Linked DNA regions of Zea mays: region 2 is linked to region 1. The links are chromatin contacts, called in public Hi-C maps. All regions are on one chromosome and are shown on one strand. The core of a region is the stretch at or near the end of the contact, and the rest is flanking DNA. Distances in the headings are between cores, read along the strand shown. Region 1 holds the start of LOC100280257. Region 2 holds the start of LOC100283851 (mitochondrial import receptor subunit TOM7-1).

Region 1 (3,538 bases), core at 712-3,211:
TGAAGAAAGTCATATTCAAAATGTGAGGAATAGCAGGCGCATAGATATACACAATCCTTTAACATCACAGATTTTGTGGTCACTCACCTCCTATCGTTGAGAAGGTCAAATAATTTGCCACCATATATCTCAAAGAAGCTAACATACAACTGAAATCCCTGGTTTCGATAGGTATGGTGCATTAACCTCAAGACATCTTGGGAAGCCTTAAGAGGAAGGGGGCGCATGGTATAAGTCTTTCCACTACCTGAGTGGAGAATATTAGTTCAGATGATATCAAGTGTTTTGTGGATGTATAATCTAGAGAAGATTGAGCGTGTACCGGTTTGTCCATAAGCAAAACAAGTTGCCTTAGTTCGATTAAAAATTGCAGGAACTACAGGCTCCACTGTTTCACGATAAACCTGTAGGTTGGATAATCACAGGTAACTGAAAATGTAGATGCACAATACTACCACTAATAGCAAAGAGTTTGCAGTCGGCACCTCATCATTTGAAACATCTTCATCTAAGACAGCATCGAATACAAACTCATGCTTTTCGACGTATTCAGTAAGGTCAACCTGTGAATCATGCGCCAGATATTAAGATTCTTAAGGTTTGTCATCAGGAACGGCAATAGAAGAAAATGCAAACCTTAAGTTTAGTTTCATGGACAGTCAAAGAGTTTGATCTTTGTTCAATGTCTACAATATCTTCTTCCTTCTTTGATACTTCCTTTTTGTTAAGTGGTCTTTTGCGCACCTGCATTTCATATCATATGTCACATCAAAACTATTAGAAGTGGACAGATTATGACATAACAGCTAAGGCAACAAGATCTATTTATCAGCAAGTGTGTGACAAAATCAAAGAACATACCACCACTTTGATTTTCGCGACAGGTGCTGCCTTTTCTTTCTCAGTGAAGGCCTTCAGATAGTTACCATCAGGAAAAATAGTAGACTTGCTCATCATCTTGTTTGATGTGAATCTCATATCAGATTCATCTAGACCTCCTCCATAGCCAAACTTTTGGGCACCATCATAGATTCCTGGTACTTGAAACTGTATACATGAAATATGTATTTTAGCTCCAGTATTTAAGAACTGTCACTAGGGAAATGATAAAGCATCTTTTTCTACAGAACCATATTGTCCGGGAAAAAGGTTAGGATTAAAGAAGGAATGAAGAATCATCACTAAATAAAAGTAGATGCATCTTCTGAACTAAAGGACTAGATTAAGTTTAACAACTCAAACAGACTGATAAATCAACATATTAACCATATCAACAACTGACCATGATTCAACCAACAAAATATAAGTTTGGCATCCCAGTTTCTGTACATCAAAAAAACAGCACGCCTAGGAAACCCAAAAAATATGCGTGTGACTAAGCCCATGACCAATTGAGAAACAAAATAAAAGCGATATTTGCCCGACAGCATTCTCGAACAGTAATATTTATTCCAAACAAGCGAGGCCACTGAAACAGATGCGGCAACTGATAAGTGATAAAAACTAAAGAATACAGATGATTGGCCTCACATCGGGAATAAGCTCGGTGTCGAACGCATGGAGGTCGAGCAACCCGGGACTGAGCTGCTGCCTCTGTCCCGGCGAGTCCCCGGCCGCGGCGTCCCCTCCGCACAGCCGCGCCGGCGTCGCGGGCTCCACCGACACGAAGATCTCCCCGTCCCCGCGACGCACCCCGCCACGCTGCACACACAAAGCGAACCTCCGATGAGCTTATCCTAGAAGAAACCGGAAAGCCTGGACCCGCTCGGATCTCGATGAAGCGCTATGCCGTACCTGCTGCGCCCACCGGCCGGCACCGGCATTGGCGGGGACGTCGAAGAGGAGCTGCTCTGAGGAGTACCGCTGCCGCCGGCTGCCTCCGTTCATCGTCGACGCCGGCGAATGAGGGGAGCCGCGACGCCGTGTGGAGAGGGGAGAAGGACGAGGGGACTGATGGAGGGGACAACGGGAGGCGGAGGAGCGGCCGCTAGTGGGCTAGAGTAAAAAAGACCTCTGTTTCCGGGAGCCAGAGAGGGGATGATTTTGCAGGTTGCACCCTGGGATTTGCGAGACGGTGCGTCGACGCCCCCCAAGTTTGAATTTGGAGTGGCGTTCAAGGCTGCAGGTATAGGGACAAAAAAGGGTGGGGTGCGTTTTTTTTGTTGTTCAGCTGCTTTTTGGGGATTTTAGGCAGCGCCGGTCTCGACCGTGGTACGGGGCAATGGTTGGTGGAAGAGGCATTTCGTTATATTTTCTTTTGAAAAAATAATCAATTTTATTGGAGGTATCATTGTCTGAATATCTGTCGTGTAAAAATCTTGTCTGGCCATTCCAACTCCCAAAATAAGTGTCAGTATTTATATGATCATTTTTAAAATATTGCCTAGATTTACAAATAATATTATCAATATTATATCTTCAAATAAGTTTGTTATAAAACACCGATTATTTATCTAATAATATTAATTATATGCTGTAAGTATTGCTATTTTTATTAAAATTAAAATTTTTGACTTATCCAACGGTGAGAACAACAATTATTTTTGGATGAGTAATTGATAAGGAAGAGATGAAAATGTGAACTCGTTTTCAGTACAGCCCTAATTACTTGAAACAGTTTTCTAAATACAAGAGATAGTTAAGAGACTGCGTGATACAATCCTGAGCCTCCAGATAATAAATGCAGTAAAGGCACAACATATATAAAGAGTCGTGTAGAGACGGATTCTTCGCGAAGAGCTTGTCTCTTAATTTTTTTCACTTAGCCCCTAGAGACCCCAAAAGACCCTCATTTAATTGGGTTATGCATGCCCTTAGTACTATGATGATAAGGGGCATTTCATTATCCTTGCATGGTTGACTGCTGGTACTATGCTACTACTGCTTACCTGTCATCTGGAAAAAAATTATGAGGCATGAATGTAGTGCTAACATTGAGTCACGGTAGCCACTTGCTTGCTGAATTAGTGAGGATCAGGGGTGGATCTACACCCCGAGCCATCCAGTTTGTGGCCCGGTGTATGGTCCATGTGATTCCATATGAATTTATATTTAATCTAGTTTAAAATAGCTAAGATAAAAAGGAGGAGAAAAAATGTAGTCTTGGCTCGGGCATAAGAAATTTTTAGATCTGCCCCTCGTAAAGATGAATTGGGTTGGGTCCTACCTCAATTTAATGTGGAGTTGAAAACAAAAAGAGCATCCAATCCATTTTTCTTGTTTGATTAGCAAAGAAATTAAGATGTATACCAATTGTTTGTTACCACCTAGAGCACATGTACCTCTATTGTTCAGGCCACCCTTTGTAGAGAGATCTTGTAGAGTGCATGTCGACTTCAAACAAGTTGTACGGTTCTTTCATAAAGTTATGAGGAGGACACTCTTGCCAATGATGGGATGTTGTGAGGCCCTCACCAACATTCAACAGTGGCTCCTTGGTACTTCAATCTCACACATAGACTTTGACATTGTAGCTTTCATGTTCTATAAGATTGAGGATACAACTTTATATAGGATCATGTACATACATCATTTATCA
Region 2 (3,538 bases), core at 303-2,802, 210 kb before region 1:
AAACCTACTCTCCGTTGAGGAGGCCACAAAGGCCGGGTCTCTTTCAACCCTTCCCTCTCTCAAACGATCCCTCGGATCGAGTGAGCTTTCTCTTCTCAATCACTTGGAACACAAAGTTCCCACAAGGACCACCACAAGATTGGTGTCTCTTGCCTCAATTTACAAGTGAGTTTGATTGCAAAGAAAAGATCAAGAAAGAAGAAAGCAATCCAAGAGCAAGAGCTCGAAAGAACACAAGCAAATCTCTCTCTCTAATCACTATGGTGTTGTGTGGAATTTGGAGAGGATTTGATCTCTTTGGTGTGTCTAGAATTGAATGCTAGAGCTCTTATAGTAGTTGGGAAGTGGAAAACTTGGATACAATGAATGGTGGGGTGGTTGGGGTATTTATAGCCCCAACCACCAAAAGTGGCCGTTGGGAGGCTGTCTGTTCGATGGCACACCGGACAGTCCGGTGCCCCCTGCCACGTCATCACTGCCGTTGGATTCTGACCGTTGGAGCTTCTGACTTGTGGGCCCGCCTGGGTGTCCGGTGCACACCGGACATGCACTGTTCCTTGTCCGGTGTGCCAGTATGGGCGCGCCTGACTTCTGCGCGCGCTGCGCGCGCATTTAATGCGCCGCAGGTAGCCGTTGGCGCGGAGGTAGCCGTTGCTCCGGAAGTGCACCGGACAGTCCGGTGCACACCGGACAGTCCGGTGAATTATAGCGAACTAGCCGTTGGAGTTTCCCGAAGCTGGCGAGTTCCTGAGGCTGATCCTCGGCGCACCGGACAGTCCGGTGAATTATAGCGCGAGTGCCTCTGGAAATTCCCGAAGGTGGCGAGTTTGAGCTAGAGTCCTCTGGTGCACCGGACACTGTCCGGTGGTGCACCGGATACTGTCCGGTGTACACCGGACAGTCCGGTGCTCCCAGACCAGAGGGCCTTCGGTTCCCACTTTGCTCCTTTGTTGAATCCAAAACTTGGTCTTTTTATTGGCTGAGTGTGAACCTTTTACACCTGTGTAATCTATACACTTGGGCCAACTAGTTAGTCCAATTGTTTGTGTTGAGCAATTCAACCACCAAAATTAATTAGGGACTAGGTGTAAGCCTAATTCCCTTTCAGCTAGCCTAATGGTAATAAGCTTGTTATATTTTAACAAGGATCACTAATCCAATCCTACTGATCGAACTAATCGAGTTTAACATAACTAACCGAGCTTAACATAACGCACCCATCATAGCACGGAGGCAAAAAAAAAACGAACACAAATCTCCATCGGAGACCAATATGGAGTACAACTGTACAAGTCAAATCACTTGGCAGATGCTATCGATGGAGGGAAGAACATGTTACCGACGAGAATTTGAAATGAGCTACTGCCGGCCAGCCACTAATTATGTCATTATCGTTCGGCATATAAAAGATAAGAAAGACTCTTCGTCATATGGGTTCCATATATTTGACTAATGCTATTAGATCGGCCCACTAGAAAAGAGCCCAGAATGTCCGGTCCATCCAACTATGAAAGCCCAGCTAACAAATATTACTACCAGGAGGGGCTCCGCACCATCTAGCCATCAGATCAAACAATCCCCAAACGCCTCCGCCTCCGCCTCCCTAGGGTTTTGCTCTCGGCTCGTCGGATCCAGTTCGGGGGATCCTCCATGGCGTCGCGTCCGTCGCTGAAGTCGAAGCCCAAGGGCAAGGGCGGGAAGAAGGCCACCGCCGACGACGAGGACGCCACCGCGGCGGCGACCACGGTGCGGCTCATGAAGGAGTGGACCACGTGGACGATGAAGAAGGCGAAGGTGGTGGCGCACTACGGCTTCATCCCCCTCGTCATCGTCATCGGCATGAACTCCGAGCCCAAGCCCTCCGTGTTCCAGCTCCTCTCCCCCGTCTGATCGGATCTCCCCGTCAGGGCCCGGATGAGGTCGGTCCGTAGTAGTTTGTAGCTGGTACTTCATTTGCTTACATATGTCCGAGATCGAGTTGAAGAAGGTGGATCATGCTTTCTGGGCGAATTTGAAGGATTTGGTTTAATAATTTTGTAGTGGCGGATGTCTTCTATACATCGGATCAAAAATGTCTTGGTTATGTGATCTGCAGTGCTTATGATTGTATGAACTATATCCGTTTTCGTCTGCGTGTACTGATTTTGTTGCGCGTCTTGTGCTGATGTTTTGGATGGTTGTGGTCTTGTTGAATCTGACATCGACTAGCCTACATATGTGATTAATATGTCGTTCAGTTTCGCCGTGATAGTGAATTTTAGTTGCCCCATTTTCGTAGCACAAAGCGTGGGATTGTTAATCATGATAATTATAATATTGGGCAAATTCATAACTCATATACGCTTTTGCAAAATGCAAACCGGTTCGGAACTAGTGCTTTGCGGTTACTTACGAGTAGCAGCAAAAGTTACGCCATTCTAACAACCTTGGTAGCAATGCACTAACAGCTACAACATCAGATTACTTTGCTACTCAGTCTCAATGAAATGTCAAAATAGTACTAAATAATACGAATCAAAATGGAAGACGAAACATCTTATTGATCATCTGTGCAAGAAATGGTAAATAGCATACATGAAAGGGGTTGTTGCGTGTTGTTTCTACATCCTTCAAGGAAACGAAACCCTTCAGAAGAGATCAAGGCATCAAACTATCACAATCCTAAATAACCCAGAACATCAAACAGTACAGTCCTAAATAACCCAGCTATTTATCTGGGTGACATGTAGTCATGTACAAATGCACAGTTCACCCAAATAGTACAAATAGGATTTTTAGCTCCGCAAAACTCCAGTACCCTTTTGCACCTTCTACTCTGATTCTCCAATAATATGATCACAAGTACTGGACAAGCCAAGACAGTGGAGTTGGGGCAAACTGTGAAACCCATAAAAAACTGTGGACCGGTGAATCGCTCAGACAAATTACTCAGGATCAAGAAAGCCCAAATTTGGACAAGGCTGACTGAAACAAACTCGAGAATGCCTCAGCAGCAGTTCCATCATCAGCCTTGATTTTGAGCTGTGCCTTCGCTGATGCTGTGTTGACAATACATTCAACAAGGAAGAAAGCAGCAGCCCCATCTTTTTGAGCATAGAAAAAGAACTTGTAGTTCGGAGGCTGACCGCCTGAAGCAATACATTGGATGTGATTGCTTTGCATATGACGGATGAGTGATTGGGGATTCATCAAAGCTACTGCCCCTTGTGGACTCAAAGAACATTCCTGTCAACGAAACACAGTACAAAACATTTCAGACTAGAATCGAAAAAACGTTGCCAATAACATATGGCGGTTGATATCAGACATATTGGGAGACAAATTTCAAGGTAAGATACGCCCTAGACATGGCACTTAGGGCTTAAATTCATTAGATCACTCTGCTAAGTCATGACCCTGAACCAGGCGAAAGCACTGTTCAGAGGCAATGAATTGGAACAGACTTAAATACTCTCCGTCAGAAAACAAATATATTAGACAACTACAACAAATATAAAAAAAGATCTCATGCAGTAGGCCACTTTGCAAAAACCGTAAG

The links. A called contact is a pair of places that touch in the nucleus more often than the background predicts.
Region 2: a contact with region 1 is called in a Hi-C map of leaf, with 5 times the contacts expected there. The contact joins the promoter of LOC100283851 here to the promoter of LOC100280257 in region 1. A contact is called at or near these places in 3 of 25 Hi-C or Micro-C datasets (endosperm, leaf and tassel).

The regions. Positions count from the first base shown.
Region 1 is chr8:149,081,139-149,084,676 of Zm-B73-REFERENCE-NAM-5.0, reverse strand. LOC100280257 reads right to left here and starts at 1,961. Exons shown (of 12, transcript NM_001153185.2): 1 at 1,795-1,961; 2 at 1,531-1,701; 3 at 862-1,047; 4 at 637-744; 5 at 486-563; 6 at 323-404; 7 at 88-247. The coding sequence starts at 1,887.
Region 2 is chr8:149,288,703-149,292,240 of Zm-B73-REFERENCE-NAM-5.0, reverse strand. LOC100283851 (mitochondrial import receptor subunit TOM7-1) reads left to right here and starts at 1,552. Exons shown (of 1, transcript NM_001156749.2): 1 at 1,552-2,116. The coding sequence starts at 1,651. The coding sequence ends at 1,890. LOC100285218 reads right to left here. Exons shown (of 11, transcript NM_001158112.2): 11 at 2,643-3,225. The coding sequence ends at 2,935.